Linked DNA regions of Mus musculus: regions 2 and 3 are each linked to region 1. Evidence: chromatin contacts called from public HiChIP or PLAC-seq and promoter capture Hi-C data. All regions are on one chromosome and are shown on one strand. The core of a region is the stretch at or near the end of the contact, and the rest is flanking DNA. Distances in the headings are between cores, read along the strand shown. Region 1 holds the start of Calb2 (calbindin 2). Region 2 holds the start of 1700064F23Rik (a long non-coding RNA gene). Region 3 holds the start of Tat (tyrosine aminotransferase).

Evidence for each region. HiChIP or PLAC-seq counts read pairs in DNA pulled down with a chosen protein or histone mark. Capture Hi-C pulls out chosen DNA fragments and counts their contacts.
Region 2: a contact with region 1 is called in an H3K27ac HiChIP or PLAC-seq map of embryonic stem cells, with 5 read pairs. The contact joins the promoter of 1700064F23Rik here to the promoter of Calb2 in region 1. A contact is called at or near these places in 1 of 484 Hi-C or Micro-C datasets (embryonic stem cells) and 1 of 115 datasets of contacts at active chromatin or transcription factors (embryonic stem cells).
Region 3: a contact with region 1 is called in a promoter capture Hi-C map of liver. The contact joins the promoter of Tat here to the promoter of Calb2 in region 1. A contact is called at or near these places in 2 of 484 Hi-C or Micro-C datasets (both in cortical neurons), 1 of 115 datasets of contacts at active chromatin or transcription factors (embryonic stem cells) and 1 of 9 other capture datasets (liver).

Annotation. Positions count from the first base shown.
Region 1 is chr8:110,166,842-110,169,541 of GRCm38.p6, reverse strand. It overlaps Calb2 (calbindin 2), which reads left to right and starts at 1,330. Exons shown (of 11, transcript NM_007586.2): 1 at 1,330-1,498. The coding sequence starts at 1,405.
Region 2 is chr8:110,005,236-110,007,935 of GRCm38.p6, reverse strand. It overlaps 1700064F23Rik (a long non-coding RNA gene), which reads right to left and starts at 1,411. Exons shown (of 3, transcript XR_879187.1): 1 at 1,133-1,411; 2 at 845-986; 3 at 410-527.
Region 3 is chr8:109,989,095-109,991,794 of GRCm38.p6, reverse strand. Tat (tyrosine aminotransferase) reads right to left here and starts at 1,359. Exons shown (of 12, transcript NM_146214.3): 1 at 1,275-1,359; 2 at 76-322. The coding sequence starts at 310.

The DNA of each region.
Region 1 (2,700 bases), core at 81-2,580:
CACCCATTTTACAGACTCGGAAAGCCAAGGCACAGACAGGCTGTGTAAGCCAAACAACGTTGTGGAGGTTTTGTTGTTGTTTGTTTAGGAACTAGACCCGAGGAGTTTGATTCTATTGCAACTGTTCTTTAGGACTGAGCCTTCTTGCCTTCTCGAAGGCAAGACTCAGGCTGGGGGACTCTAGCTTAGTAATTTCTCAGCCCTGGCAGCAAGGAATGCTGGGTTACAGAAGCCCCAACAGTTAGCCTATTTTGCTGCGTCTTTCCCAGTCTGTTCTTGTAAACAACCTCAAACTGTGTGCCTGGGCAACACACCAGCAGTTTTGAAACTTGGGCTCCATGTTGCCCTTTGAGGTTAGCTCCGAGCTACCTCAACCTGACCCCAGGAAACAGCCTGCTCTTCTCCGCTCCCCCCCCTCCCCCCCACCCCACCCCGGGTTCTCCTCTCCCCTAGCGACCTGCTTTAGATTCTCACCTCCTTCTCTTTTGCTCTCCCTTCGAAGGCAGCTCAGCTAACACTCATTAGCACATGTTAATGAGCAGCAATTCAAGTCTCTGTCCTTCTTTTTAGGGGCAGGGTGCTTGCTGTTGCTCTGAAGGTAAGGTGTCCAAGAAGCAAGCACACACTGCAGACCTTTAGAGTAGGGAGGATATGGGACGGAGGCTGGCTCTCTGATTGAGGAGACCCCACGGTGTGCTGTGCTTGCTGTCTGTTTTCTTTAACAGAAGTTCAGCACATCTTTGGGTCAGAGTTTACCGCCATCTACCTACGGGACTACGGGAGGCTCCAGTCTGCTACTACCTGGATAAAGGTCTAAAAGTCTGCAGGATGTGACAGATACCGGAGGGAAGTGGGTTACTGAACAGTGGAGTAGTTCCTCCATTCCCATCTGAATCCTCATTGCACCTTGTCGATTCCAGTTGTCCACCTACGGTAAAACCTTGAGAACCCTGCTTTCCTGCAATCCTGGTACCCCTCGAGGGAGTCACAGGACAGGAAGAGTTCTGGGCTCAAATCTTAGCTTTGCTACTTGTTAATAATGCTATTGCTGCGACTAGAAACTGGGTGTGCTCAAGATGGACAGAGGGAAGGGAAGGCAGGAGCTGCCTCTCCCCATTTCCAGCTAAATACCTGCGGTGTCCCCGGAGGGCACCCAGAAGTCTCATTGAACACTCTCTCCCGGTCCCCAGGAACCCTGGCAGAGAAGAGCCCCCGCCCGTGCAGCGCCGCGCCCTGCGCGATTCCCTGAGTGTGCGCGCCCCCTTCCGGCGGCCCGACGCGGCGCAGCTCCGGGCTGCATATAAAGGCAGCGTGGCGCGCAGCCCCAGCGCGAGAACCAGAGCCAAGCGGCACCGAGTGACAGCGCGCTGAGAGAGAGGCTTAAGATCTCCGGAGCGGCTCGCCATGGCTGGCCCGCAGCAGCAGCCCCCTTACCTGCACCTGGCCGAGCTGACTGCATCCCAGTTCCTGGAAATCTGGAAGCACTTTGATGCTGACGGTCAGTAAAGCTCCCAACTTCTGGGCCCCTTGACCCTCGGGGACCTGAGCTTGGCAAAGGGGTCAGGGGCATGGCTCAATGCGGGTAGGTATGCTTCGCCCCCAAGTGGTTTGTTCTGTGGCAGAGCCTGCTGGGGTCTTGAGTTCGGGGAAATGCCCGGCTGCCCTGGTGGCAACTGTCAGTAAGTTTTCCCAATGCAGGGTGGCCAGGGCCCAGGTTCTGAGCAAGTCTGAGCGTTCCCAGAGAGGAGGCCTAGGCAAAAAAAGGCTCCCATGACACATTCCCCTGCCTCCTTCCTCACCTTTTCCTTCAAGCTAACGCCCTGCTTCCAGTCCCGTAGCCACAGGTCTCCAAACCTCACTCTCCCTTCTTGCTTCTTACCCCCATCACCAGTTTCAGAGGCTCGAGAAAGCTGAGCGTCCTGAAGGGAACCTGGGGGGAGGGGGCGGCTCCCCTAGCCTGGTTGGCCAGGAGCAGGAGTAGAGGATGCATTGGGGGCTTTTTTTTTTTTTTAAACAAACCAAGGCTTTCTTTATCTATTTTTTTTTAAAACCCTACCAGTATGTGGGTTTCCCAACTACAGCAGCAGCGGATGTGGTGGGAGGGTCCTGGTATTAGCCCCCAGCCTGCTACCTGGTAATATAGATTCCTGGGTACCCTGTGAGTCTGTAGATGGGGGTGGAGGGGAGTGGTGTCACACTCCAGTGACCAACACTCCACTACATGGTCTTGACAATGACCAACCCAAAAAGTGAGGTCCAGGTGAATGGTTTTGGAGGTGGCTTCCAGACCTGGGATTCTAAGTGTCTACAGTCTTATCTGACTCAAATATAAAAGAGCACACACACCACCCCGTCCCTCACCTCTCCTCTGTTCCCACCCCCCAGCTTCTGATATTGCCCGAGACTTTTCTATCACTCAAGAAAAGAAAAGGAAAAAAAAAATTCAATTCACCCTCCAACGCCTGGCTAAGATGAACACCCAGAATGCACTGGCATCTCAGACCTGTTGGCAGGGTGGTGGCTCAGTGGCCCTGTTTATCCCGGGACTGAGAGGGAGGGGGCAGGGAATAGTCTTATCGGTTAGCAACTCCCTACATTCTCTCCTTCCTCTCCGAATCCCCTTGGTAAGGTATGAAAGTGGGTGCACAGAGGTCCTCTGCTCCCAGTGTCTGCCTTGGCAAGGAAAGGGTTAGTGTCTGA
Region 2 (2,700 bases), core at 162-2,661, 160 kb after region 1:
AGACAGGCGGGTCTCTGTGAGTTCAAAGCCAGCGTGGACTACATAGAGAGTTCTAAGACAACCAGGGCTACACAGAGAGAAACCCTGTATTTTAAAAAGCACATGATGTTTTTATAGAGGACCCTGGCTCACTTCTCCACATGGTGGCTCTCAACGATCTGTGACTCTGGTTCTAGGGGACCCAACACCCTCTTCTGACTCCTGAAGAAACAATCATTCATGTGGGTTATTTTACATTTACATACATTCAGGCGAGACATTCATACACATAAAATAAAATTAATAAATCTTAATATATATATATATATATGAAAATGCCCACAAACATGTCCCATGGGTCACCCTTGCCTGAGACCGTCCCTCCCCAAATGTGTCTAGGTTTGTGTCCAATGAGTTTTGTGTTTCACAAAAATTTAACCAGAACACCCTGCCCTTAAGAGTAAGTGAAGCAGGCCCGTGAGGTGGCGCAGCGGGCAACAAAGTTCGCTGTCATAGTTGATGGGTGACTTGAGTTCGGCCCCTGGAACCTGCATGGTAGAAGGAGAGAGCTGGCTCTATCCTCTGCATGTCCCCAACACCAACCGGAAATTAATAAGGACATTAGAAACCTAACACAGTTGGGTTTGAGTTTTACATCACTGTGGTTTTTGTTCAGATTATCCCGAGGTTAAAGGTAGATGGGCCAGATATGGTGAAGCCAGTTAAGAGGGTGTGGAGAACTCGGACATTGGTGAACAGGGAAGGAGGGGCCGGATCTAAGGGATATTTGGGAGGCTTGACTTGGAAACAGGGAGGAGTGGGGGGGGGGGGGTGCTGGCCAATCACTGAGAAGGGGAGGGTTCACCGGAAGAAGACTGGACGTGGGCGGCTCCATTGTGAGTAGAACCTCAAAAGCCATAGCCTGGTGATGCTTTCTGAAATCTCCATGTGGAGGACTGGGGGGAGAGTCAGCTGTGCAGGTCAGAAATTCAGGAGAGCGGTCTAGCCTGGAGATAAACATTTGAGAGGCGTCAGCCTGTGGATGAGGCAGAACCCCTGGGACTCAAGTGTTTCTTCAGGCAAACACAGCAGTTGCTATGGAAACGCTGAAATGAGTAGTGGAGGGATTGGGTGAGGAGTCTGACCACCTCACCCGCCATAGCTCCGTATGTTCACAACAGGAGACAGGCTATGAGGTTAGGATGCTGGCCTATGAGGGTGTGCTGAGAGATATTGCAGTCTCCCACGTGTTAAGGCCCAAAGAAAATGAAAGACAGACTAGAGAAAGGTCATAAAGCGTTTCAAAGGAGGGGACTTAGAGCAGGGAGGGGGGCCCTGGAAGAAGGTCAGTCAGAATCTACGCAGTGTCAAGCTGACTGCCACAGCGGTGCAGTCAGAACATTAAATGTCACCTGCATGGCTGGAGATTCTGGGGTAGAGAAAGGGAGCAGCAGGCTGTGGGGTTTCCATGGCAACACAGCAAAGCAAATAACCTGACACCCTCTAAGATTCAAAACACCCAGCTAGGAAAGCCAGATCCAAGCCAACGACTGGACCCGTGGGCAAAGATGCCCACCGCCATGCCTGATAACCGGGTTCGATGCCTGAGACCCACCGGTGGAAGGAGAGAACTAGTTCTCACGCGTTGTCCTCTGGCCTCCCTATGTGCACCACTCCCCTCCCACCACCACACATAAATAGATGTAAGAAAAAAATTTCTTCTTCTTCTTCTTCTTCTTCTTCTTCTTCTTCTTCTTCTTCTTCTTCTTCTTCTTCTTCTTCTTCTTCTTCTTCTTTCTCCTCCTCCTCCTCCTCCTCCTCCTCCTCCTCCTCCTCCTTCTTTTTCTTCTTCTTTTTTTTTTTGAGACAGAGTTTCTCTGTGTAGCCCTGTAACTCACTCTGTAGACCAGGCTGTCCTCGACTCAGAAATCTGCCTGCCTCTGCTTCCCAAGTGCTGGGATTAAAGGCGTGTGCTACCACTGCCCCGCTTGGAATAAAAAAAAAAAATAACCAGCAAGTATTTTCAGATTTGCAAGCAGTCTCAAAGAGCAGAAAGATAATCTCTCAAGGAACAGAAACAAGAATAAAATTATGATTGAAATATTGCAGTAGCCAACTGGTGTGCAGTTCAGCCCTAGGAAAGAAAGCTTAGACCCAGGTAAAGTTAGGAGTTTAAAAGCCTGAATAAATCCAATCCCATCCAAAGGTTAACCTTGAATGACAAGATGGGCTCAAAAGAGAACTCTCGGCCATGAGTGATGGTTTACATCCATAATCCCGACCAGAGGCAGGAGAACTTCTGTGAGTTCAAAGTCAGCCTAAGCTACCGAGTAAGATCTTGTATCAGAACAAACACAGGACTGGAGAGACGACTCAGTGGCTCAGAGCACAGGACCTCAGTTAAATGTCTAGCACCCATTTCAGACATGCATGCTTCCTGAAACTCCAGCTTCCCGGGATCTGATGCCCTCTTCTTGCCTCCAGGGGTACCCACAGAGATGTGGGATGCACTTGCTCACACACACGCACACGCACACACACACACCACACACCACACACCACACACCACACACCACACACCACACACACATAATCCTCAGAACCCATTTTTTAAAGCATCAGGTACTGTGGCAATTATTGTAATCCTAGCACTTGGGGAGGCAGAGCCTTTCACCTGCCTAGCTTTCTTGGTGAGTTCCTGGCCAATGCGAGGCCCTGCCT
Region 3 (2,700 bases), core at 110-2,609, 180 kb after region 1:
CACGTTCGGGTCTTATCTCCTCCCCTCTCTTCCTGGCAGCACATGAGAGCGGGAGGTCAAGTGGCCCGAACTCACCAATTGACAGAGAGATCACGGTTTTGTTCGGATTCGGCTTCACCTTCATGTTGTCCACAATGGCTCGGATGGGATTGAAGGTTTTATTGGACATGTCAGAGGGCCTCACATTCCACCTGGCCTTCCTGCCCTTCGCTCTCCCTTGCACCGAGCTTCTCCCGCCAATATTGACGCGAACATCCAGCACTGAAGGTAGGCTGTCATTGACATTCGTCTGGATTACGTAGGAGTCCATGGCTCACAAAGCCTACAGGGAAAAAAAGAGACGTCCCTGTAAGGCTAAGATGGGGAGTTGGGGAGCTGTGTTTAGACCTAAGCAGGGGTGACCTCACACATGCATCTCTCTAATGCTTTTATATGATTTCACTTGTAAGACAGCTTTGGATATGAATAGGAGTGGGGTTTAAGAATGTCTTGCAGAGATAGAAAATATAGGAGCAACTCATTTTCAAAATTATCAGGGAGCATTTAATTGAATATTTATCTACTACAAGTAGGATTGTTTTTTTTCCACTTGTCTTTGGCATGGGTGTGTACTTGTGCATACACATGTTCCACTACAAATGTGTGGAGGTCAGAGGACAACCTCAGGTTGCAGTCCTCACCATCCGCCTCATCTCACTGTGGGTTCTGGCATTACAGATGTGTACCGCCACATCTGACTTTACATGGGTCCTAGAGATCCGAATTCTAATTCTTGCCCTTGGATGACAAGGGCTTTTCCTGCTGGGTCAGCTCTCAGCCTTGTGGGATTTTCTATATGCAACTCTAACCCTATGCTCTGAGTTAAACCGAGAGAAAAAAAAAAATGACAGGAGAGTATTCATCAAAGCATGTGGGCTACCATCTCGCCCCCGAGAAAGGGTCTTCCCAGTACCTTAGCCTGGGCATCTTGGCAAGACCAAAAACTCAAAAACTGTAAAACTAAGGCAGTGGAGCACTTGGCTAGCAGAGCCAGGACCTATGTTCAATCATAATACCATTAAGGAAAGAGAGAGGAAGGGAAGAAGGAACAGAGAGAGAGAGACAGAGACAGACAGACAGACAGACAGACAGACAGACAGATGAATATTGATGCTAGTTAAAGTAAGGACATGTCAGATAAGCATCCCAGCCCTGGGCAGAAAAAGCCAGAATATCAGAAAGAAAGCCAGGAGCATCGCAATCACCATCACAGTGCAGAGAACCTCCGGGATTACCTTCCTCGTCCAGGCAAAGCAGTCTCCAAGCAGCCAAACCTATAAGGCCCACGAGCGCTCCTCCACCAAGTCCTCTGATGATGAGTTCAGGTGCGGTCCTGACCCTTGAAATAGTTTCAGCCAATGGGCGTTGGGCCTGAAGCCCTTATGCTATTGGTTGAGAGTGAGGACTAAGCCCCTCCCCTGGACCTCCCCCCACTCCCCCCCCCCACACTCTGCTGTTTCTCACCCCAACCCTGGGCCACCATCCAATCTGGGATTTGTCCACACATCACGTTATCTGGAATTCTCTGTGTTAACTCTTTCTGGTCATTTGGTGAGCTGTTTCAGGAAACTGTGGAGGGCAGTTGGGGTGACAGCGATTAACTTTATTGTCCTTATTTTGTTATGAAAACTATTGTGTTAACAGTACAGAAATGCATTAAAATGAGGGTCCTTCTGGTAGTGCTTTCTCTGTGCACTCCAGTCTCACTCCTGGACATGGGCAATGATAAGAGCTTGGTTGACTATTCATCTACTGCATGTGGGATTTGCTATGGACAATGGGAATCTCCACAAAAATTCAACCGCACTCCAAGGAAAAACAAATTAAAAAATTCCATCAAATAGGTTAGTATAAGGATAGATAAATAGATGCAGAGATAAATGAATACGTGATTTAATAAATTTTCAAAGCACAGATAGAATCACGCGCTCATTTGACAGTGGGCATTTATCATTGCCATTGTCGTCGTCGTCGTCGTCATAGTCGTTGTTGTTACTTTGTCCTGTGCCTTGATCCCCTTTACTTGGCATACCACAGAGGTCTGGACTCCATTTAGAACAAAATGGGAAGTTAAAACAAATTAATAATCCATCAAGAAACAAGGCAGCCAAATTCTCTGCAGCTTAATTTTCATTAGGGTACAAAACTGTTCAGGAATGCAGTGAGTTGAAGGATCTGAAGTCTGAAGTTTTTAATTTTTTCTTTAAAGAATAGGAAATTCTCAGAGCAGCTTGTATTTGATCACAAAGTTAACAATGGAACTAACAACACTAGTGGTAGAATCTCTCTCCTATGCTGAAACACACACTCTGATTCCTGGACCACACCTGCTCCTTGCTCCCTCAACAGGCACCATCCACCAGAGGCGCTAGACTAATATTTGCGTAGCAGTGTCTCTGCGCATGTGCAGTGCTCCAATCACCACACTTTGCAGGCCTACAACGTCTACTTCCTGCCGTGGGCCTGAAAAGGCAGAGTACTATTTAGATGCACAAGGCTCACATCACACTGGGCACGACAGAGCTCTAGTGCCCAAAGACACGTATCACTATCACCTCCAATAAAAGCTACGGCATGCAGAGATGCTTCATAAAACACAGGTGTTGCCAGAGTCCTGCTGTGCACTTTCTTGTGGACATTAGGACATTGGGTGTCTTCCTC